Linked DNA regions of Rattus norvegicus: region 1 is linked to region 2. A link is a contact called in public Hi-C data. All regions are on one chromosome and are shown on one strand. Each heading gives the region's core, a stretch centred on a gene start, on an enhancer-like site or on the middle of the called end of the contact. The rest is flanking DNA. Distances are from core to core; before and after follow the strand shown. Region 1 overlaps Fam120a (family with sequence similarity 120 member A). Region 2 holds the start of Fam120a (family with sequence similarity 120 member A).

Region 1 (4,089 bases), core at 1,114-3,613, 47 kb before region 2:
CCTCATCATCCCACCCACGCTGTCTGAGCACTCAGGCCCATGAGAGCCTGCGCGTCGGCCTTCTGAGCAGCTGGAGTTATTACTATACAGCCCAGTGTGCAGAGCCACTAAGAGCACCAAGCTATTCTCATATGCGGCACATAATGTGCCCTACATACATTTCCCACAACTGCCTAAGACCCACCCCGTGGACTGTGACCCCAGCATCCCATTCATAAACCCAAAGGGTATCACAGCATCTGCCACTAGCAAAGCTTAGGGTCCAGGGCCTCAGGAACAGGCACCCTACCTCCTTCGCCACCACCTCACATTCCTAACACAATCTCATACTCACTGTCCTAAGTGAGGCAACCAATTCAAGAAATTAGGTCCCCCAGTCACACACCTGAAGTCCAGCCTTGAGGGTGTATGATCAAGTTTCCTGAAAGACACTTTCCCTACAACAGTAGCAAGCGCTAGTTGCCAGGATGAGAGGTCCACATCCTTCTGTAGGAACAGGATGCATAGGAAATAGTACATGACAGTGTTCACAGGAACCTCAGGAGACAGAGACAGGGAGAGTTCTGGGAACCCAGGAGCAGCCAGGCAGAGTCTTTAATACAGCAATGAGCTGAAGGCACTCTTACCCTAACCTGAGAATGGCACTCTCAATGCCCACCCTCCACACTCGGCAGTCACCACCCACCTGTCCAAGGACTAGCCTGGACAAGACCTGGTTTCTGGAGCCCTATCTCTGCAAGGCTCAGAGACTACAGCTTCCTTCTTCTGCCTTCTGCCAGTACATACTCCTTGTACAGATACCTACGTCTTCAGACCCAGTGCAGTGTCTCAGAACCCAAAAGCTTCTTAGACTACCTGCCAGTTGCCTTCACATGTGAGGAGAATCACGGGGTGCTTGTTTAAAATGATCATTTCTGGCATGGCAATCCAGAAACTTTAATTCAAAAGATCATAAACGTATCAACCTGCTAAATAATTCCTTTAAACGTACAAATACTGGATAATAATTCTTTGCTTCCATTGGACTGTGCACACACAGGCAGTGAATATTTATCAATTTTATATTTCTCTGCTCCAGACGAGATGTGCAGACTCAGTGAACACTGACCCGGGTGAACACGCATCAGCTCCCATTTTGTAGTAGATACACCAGGGGAAACTTGCAGGAACGCTGAGCACTGCCTCTCACACCTCTCACATCTGAGTGCAAAGGCAAGCGCAGCGCCCACCAGCCTTGCTGGGCAGTCTCACAGCAGTAGCCTGCCCTAGTTATCTGTCCCATTAGCAGTGCTTAAATTGGCAAAAGGACACTGGACTCACAGGAAAGACAATTAATTCTTTCCCTTTTCCCAAACAGAATACCTTAGGGGACAAGGGAGATACACTAAGATTTCTGCAATCCAATTTGAATCAGCTGTCCATTTGTGACTTCTGATGCTCTCTAGGAAGAAGTCTCATCTGAATCCAGGCAGCATTCTACACTCTGGCCAGGCAAACAGTGCTGTTTCAAGAATGTCCCTTTAACTAGCTGCTGAGTCTGGATGAAGGGAAGGTTTGGGCTCTCTTCTCCAGGAAACCCAAAGGTTCAGGGTGTCAGGGGAGTTGATGTACCTGATGGGCCGGTGGCACCGCAGAGCAACCCTCATATTTGAGCCACAACATAAATAAGTTACTTTCCAACTTGCCCAGATTCCTGGGATCTCCAGCTTTGGGGCTAAAACAGCAAGACCTAGGTCAAACAGCACGACCTAGGTCAAACAGCACCTACCTGTGGTAGACAACTTTGGGCTGCAGAATGAAGGAAGCCCTCAGTTCGCAGCACCAGAGCACTCTGTGATCTTGAATACTCACTTGGTTGCCCCTCCACTGCCCTCATCGTTGTCTGATGAGGACGAGGTAGACGAGCCAGGGAAGTAGGCGGAATCCACGTGATTGGGGCTGCCGCTCTGGGCCAGGTTGATGGGCGAGGAGCGCTCATACAGCGGTGTGTGCTTCCCCTCGTGAGGAATGTTGCTGTAGCTGTTCTGCTCTGTCAGGTTCTTCCCGCTAGAGTCCAGGGCGAGGGCAGGCTCAGGGAGGCTGTATGGGTATGGAGCCTGGCCTGGGGTGCCCCCTGGGCTGGGCACCTGTGGGACCTGAAATGCAGAACACAAATCAGTGTATAGGGCTGGTGGGGCCTGAGGCAAGGCTGAATTAGTTTTGTCCTCTTCAGTCATTTCTAATCTGACAAACTGGTATCTATCCTTTCTATCAACACAAGAATTTAAAAAAACAATGCATGTCCAAGGCTCACAGGACTAACTTGACTCAGAGGATACCTTACCGCGGGCTTTGCTTGCAGAGAAGTCTGTGGAATGTTGAGCATCTGAGGGGGAACATATGGTGGCACCATCCCAGGCATTCCAAATGGATTTGGTCGGGCTGTTTTATCAATACAGGAAGAAAATAATAAGACAAGTATGAAGAGAATGCCATATCCCCAGGATACCCCCGAGTTAGCCCAGGGCCCATATACCTTGCCCCCTTCAGCTGCCCCTCTTCCCAGAAACCTTTAGAAATTCAAATTTAACATGTGGCTCCAGAGGTCATAGTTTCCTTATCTTGTTATAAAAGTGAAAAATAAAACCAGGCAGAGCTCTGAAACTTAGCTCTCTTAAGATCAGAGGGCTTTTCTAGCCTCTGCTCTAAACAGCACTGGGCAATGAAGGCACACATGACCACCTCTTCCTCAGCCAAGTACGTACCCTTCCCAGAGTTCCTCACTCTGCCTCTCTGAAAGCAAAGTTCCAAGACCAAACTGTGGGGATGATTCTTAAACAATACAAGTTACAGTCAAACCAGGACTATAAATGAGAACACTAGCCCCCTCACTGGCCTAACCTGGTGGACACAGGGTTTCCTGAGAGCTACCGTGCAGCCCAAAAAGGCTGAAAGAGAAGCACAGATCACGGCTCACTTTCTCCAGTTCCATCAGGATCCAGGAGCCTCACAAGCTACCAACTCTCTAGAATTCTCCTCTCCAGACTGCAGCTCTTAGCTCTGAAATGCCACAGCAGGACTCTGACCCTGGCTCTCACTCACTAGAGAGTCTAGCACAGCATCCCACTTTGTACTGAACAAGAAAACTGCTGTCCAACAGCAGGGAAGAGTGAACTCGGCACGAGCACGCATGGGGCACATTTACACGTGCGGACACACCAAACACGCATGCATCTGTGCACAAGTGACAAGCCTACCAGCTCCCCTCCAAGTGTGAAGCCAGAGCCACTACACCTGTTAAAGAGACTCTATGGTAATTCAGAGTCACAGCTAGGAGAAGGGACAAAATATGCTATAAAATCCAGCAGTGCTCAAACATTATCATTGGAATCACTGTACAAAGTCTGGTTAATTTATGGTAGCTGACCTTTTCTATTTAACTTTCTGTTTGTTTTGTTTTGTTTTGTTTTAAAGACAGGGTTTCTCTGTGTAGCAGCCCTGGATGTCCTGGAACTCACTTGGTAGACCAGACTGGCCTCAAATTCCAAGGCCTCTGCCTTCCTAGTGCTCAGATTAAAGTTGTGAACCCCAACCCCCACTAACTTCTGAATAATGAGAGCATGGCCTGGATGTGTTGGTTACAGTTGTCACTTTCAGGAGATGGTCACTTGGGCCATGCTACTTTTGAATATAACAACTAAAACCTCCCTAAAAAGCACAAACTTTCCTTTGAACAAACAAAACAGATTAACACAAAAACCAAAGACTCTCTTCAAACTGTATTTCTATTATTTTGTGTGTACAGTCAGATGTCACATGACTGCAGGCCAGAAGAAAAGCAGCAGATCCCCTGGAGCTGCCGGACAGGGGTGCTGGGAACCTGTCACTTCTTTAACCTCTGAAACACTGCTCCAACCCTGCCAGAGCCAACATTTTTACAGCATTTTCTAAAAAGCACATTGTAGTCAATGGCTTCCTGTATCTCCAAGAGCAAGCTACTGTTCCCTCATCTGTCAACCCTGTGGTAACTGAATGAAGTCTTCTACATCTTCCTAAGAAATGACTGACCCTGAGGACCTGTTGTGGGAGCTCACAGGCCTCCCTTTAAAT
Region 2 (3,995 bases), core at 418-2,917:
TGAAGGTCACTGAACACTTCCTGTGCAGCAGGAAAACAGCTCTCACAAGCCCCTGCCTATGCCAAACGACCCCCAAATTCTTCCCGGTTCTGAACTACTACCTTCACAGTAGACATGCAGACCGGAGCCACTTTAAAAGTCACAGAACTGACAAGAGCCCATCTCAGCAAGTTTACAGTAGTACCTTGAAATCTAAAGCCAAAATGTTACCGTAGACAATTTCTCCAAACACTACACTTTTAAAGGTAGAGGAGCAGGGTACCTGCCTTCAGAACTAAGAGGCCAGCACCGGTCTGTACGCAAGGTTCCTCCTCTCCCACAGCTTTGGAGGCTGTTTCAGCTTCCTGTGCCTAAGGCCCAGGCAATCTACTCCCGTTTATTCTACAGACTTCCCAGATAAACCTGTTGCTGGGAAAGGGCGGGTTAACTTTGACAGATGGGTATACACTTAAGGCTAAGGCCAGTGGGTAGCCTGCCTGCCTCCAAGAGGAGGGGAAAGACGGAGGATGTGGGAGATGACACCACCAATCCCACTTGGGGTGAGGGTCTGTCCACCAACCTCGAGTGTCCCATGAACAAATCTATGAGCCCACAGCAGGCCAGAGTAGGGAGGAATGGTGTGGACAGACTTCAACCACACCAGGCCTAAAGGCCTCGGACATCCATCTTGCTCCAGGCCCCCTCTGCCGAGCTTGCAGCAAGCCTGAGCATGGTGACACGCTGTGTCTCAAGAGGGGCCCTGAGGGACACTGAGGCCTGCTCCGAGGCCTTCCACGGGCAGGAGCACCCAAGTCTCACTGTGGGTCAGGCTGGGCTTCCCGGAACTAGTTCAGTGCTGACACCGGCCCAAGAGACGTCCCCAAGTCTAACCCAAACCCAAGCCCAAAAAGACCCTAGGCCAAGCCCCGAACCCTGGCCGAAGGAACCTCGGACTTAACTCCAATCGCTACCCAAGCAATTTCAGGCCCAGCCCAAACACAAGCACTAAGAGGCCTGGAGCCCAACTGTAACTCCTGTCCAAGTGACCCCAGACCCAACTCTGACCCAAACCCGAAGGGAACCATAGTCCAAAGGGCACCAGGCCCGACCCTGACTCAGGCCCAAAGAGACCCCAGACCCAGCCCTAAGAGACCCCAGCCAACCGGCTCCAGCCGCACCTTGACGTGGAAGCGGATGAGCGCCAGGCGGATGCAGTGGGCCATGCAGACCGGAGGCAGGAACCAGACCTTGGGCGGTGGCGTGCCCTTGTTCTGGACATGGCTGACGATCTGCTGCGCTGTCTGGCGCTCGTTACCCTGCCGCTTGACCCACTCGTGCAGCCGGGCCTTCTCGAGCGCGCCGTTGAAGAAGACGAAGAGCTCGATGTTGCCTCCGAAGCAGGCCTTGGCCAGAGCCGCCAGGTAGCCGAGCATGTGGTTCCACTGGCCGCCGCTCACCCAGTCGGTGTAGAAGCCACCGTACAGGCGATGCAGGCAGTTGTCGGCATCCACCAGCAGGCGAAGCGGGGTCTGCGGGGGCCGCTGCCGCCCGCCGCCCACCAGGCTGCCCCGGGCCAGCTTCTGCAGCTCCACCGGCACCACGGCGCTCGGACAGTGCTTCTCGATGTAGTCCTGGAAGCCCTGCACGCCCATGGCGGCGGCGAGGCGGGCGCGCGCGGGCGGCGGGGCCGGCGGCGGCGGGGCGGGGGGCGGCGGGGCCGTGGCGCGGCCGGCGGGCGCGGGCAGCCTCAGGGCGGGCTGGGGCTGGCCGGGGGCGCGCTCACGGCCGCCGCGGCCGCCATGTGCTGCCGCCTCCCAGGGCCATGTCTGGGGAGGGACCTGCGCCGCCGCCGCGCTGCGAGGCCGAGGCCGAAGCTGGGCCGGGCGGGGCGGCGCTGACGTCGGGCCCGCCCGCGCGGACGCGGGAGGCGGAAGAGGCGGCGCCGGGCCGCGGCCGGGCTCCCGGGGCGGCGGCGGGGCGGAGAAGGCGGAGCGCTGCTTGGCTTGTCGGGCCCTTAGGGGGCCGCAGCCGGGCGGGCTCGGGGAGGTGCCTGGGCCCGTGCAGGCCGCGCCCCGAGGCCGCGGGCCTCCGAGGCCGGCTCCGCCCCGCGCAGGGCTGCGGGCCCAGGAGGCGTGGCCGGCAGCTTGCGCCCCTCCTCCGCCGCGTGTGTCCCGCGGCGGGGCGGGGAAGCCAGGAGCCTGGGAGCGCGAGCGGCTGAGGAAGAGGAGGAGGAAGAGGAGGAGAAGGACGGCAGCGACAAGATGGCGTCGCTCCCGGGGCAGGACTTTCAGGGCCTCGCGTCGGAACCCCGCTGAGGAGAGTCCGAGAGAGCCGCAAGCCTCCCCGCGGTGCGCCGCCCTCCGGAGACGAGCGGACGTGGACTGCCTCAGGGACTCCTAAGAAGGCCACTGGGGCTGCGAGAGTCCCGCCAAACCCAGGTGCGGACAGTAGGTATGCTGAGCCAGGACCAAACGTCCTGAACGAGAAGTCGCCCGAAGGGGACCTGGACCTGTGGCTCAATTGGCACAGTGCTTGTCTGGCATCTTCCGGGCCCAGGGTTCGATTCCTACGTGTTGCGCAGGCTGTAAGCCCAGCATTCTGGAAGCGGAGGCTAGAGGATCAGAAGTTCAAGGTCATCTCATCCAATTGGAAGCCAGCCTGGGCAAGACACCTTATCGACCAAAAATAAATAAATAAATAAATAAATAAATAAATAAATAAATAAAGTTTAAAGGAGCGGTTTTTTCCCTTACCTCCAATTTTTCATCTGTTCTTTTTCTGGACAAGCCACTGCTGGAGCGGGGTGCACTAGACACAGGAGTGACCCGTTCGTCTCACAGCGCTACTGATCACCAAATTCATGCAGACTCAAAGTCCCCATCAGAGTTTTCGAGAAGGGGCAAACTGAATTCCATAGTTTCTTTTTTCTTTCCCTTAAAGAATACTTTTTATTCTTTGATAGTTTCATGCGTGTATACCATGTACCGTGATCATAACACCCCATTCTTCCAACAGTCTCAAACACAGGCCCATGTGATGTAGACAAATGAAATGCTCTTAGTGCCTTGATGGATTTTCTTTAATTTTTTTTTTTTTACAACCTGGTAAGTTATGCCTCTTATGTATAAAATTATTGATGAGGCCAGGGTTACATGTCATTTAGAAATTAGGGTTGCACTTTAAAGCCTCGCTAAATAATACTGTCCCCCAAATAATCACTTTTTTTAAAATTCACCGCTAGTATACAAGATTGAGCATGAGTTTTGTCCCTTGTATTTTATTAACAAGATTACATTCCATATATATTTCATTCACTTGTTTAGGTTTGGGTTTATTTTTGTTGTGATTTCTTGTTTGCTGGTCTGCTTGGGCCAGCCTTTTGCCATGCGGACTCCCCATCCTGCTTTCTATTTCTCTTAAACATTCCTGCTTTTGTTTTTAAAAAGGAGAGAGGAGAGGAATCTTTTGTGCTAGCATCCATGATTTTGGAACTAAACAGAGTTTTCATCGTAAGACTGTGGGATGTTAAGATTCCAGAAGTGGACCAAGTACAGTCCATCTAAAAAAAAAAAATCGCTCTCTGTAAGAGAGCCTTGGCTTTCTTTGACCTCCCAGGTTGTTATACAAATGCTAGTAATGCCAGCTTTCGTAGTCACTCCCTTCACTGTGAGGTATAGACTGCTTTAGAATTTTCATAACTTTAAAATTCATTTTCACAATAAAAAGCCCTCAAAATTTAATCATGCTTACTTTCCCTGCTTAATTGTGTACACACTTCAAAGGTATTAGTGATTGAGAAAACGTTTGGCTAACAACACCATAAAGAAAATTCAGGAGTTGAAAGAGATATTTAAATTTTCTAAATATCTAAACCCTGTATAAAATGCTAAAACTTGGTGTTTGCTTGGGAATACAATATGATTAGGGACTTTTTTTTTTTCCAGTTAGACTTAGGGCTGTATTAGAGAAACTTTTCATGAAGCGATTACCACCCTGAGGGGGAAATTAATTAATTA

The links. Hi-C and Micro-C count contacts between places; a contact is called where the count stands out from the background.
Region 1: a Hi-C map of Schwann cells shows a contact between it and region 2, with 1.5 times the contacts expected there. The contact joins the enhancer-like site here to the promoter of Fam120a in region 2. A contact is called at or near these places in 2 of 12 Hi-C or Micro-C datasets (Schwann cells and liver) and 1 of 1 datasets of contacts at active chromatin or transcription factors (oligodendrocytes).

What each region holds. Positions count from the first base shown.
Region 1 is chr17:15,936,230-15,940,318 of GRCr8, reverse strand. It overlaps Fam120a (family with sequence similarity 120 member A), which reads right to left. Exons shown (of 18, transcript NM_001191816.3): 6 at 2,324-2,421; 7 at 1,852-2,135. Among named protein-coding and RNA genes, the nearest start is that of Fam120a, 48 kb to the right of the region's middle. Within about 2 kb of position 2,363, at least 6 of the 93 cell types and tissues checked have an H3K27ac peak or open chromatin away from gene starts, as enhancers often do. A contact at or near this core is called in Schwann cells, where this site is marked.
Region 2 is chr17:15,888,283-15,892,277 of GRCr8, reverse strand. Fam120a (family with sequence similarity 120 member A) reads right to left here and starts at 1,667. Exons shown (of 18, transcript NM_001191816.3): 1 at 1,158-1,667. The coding sequence starts at 1,631.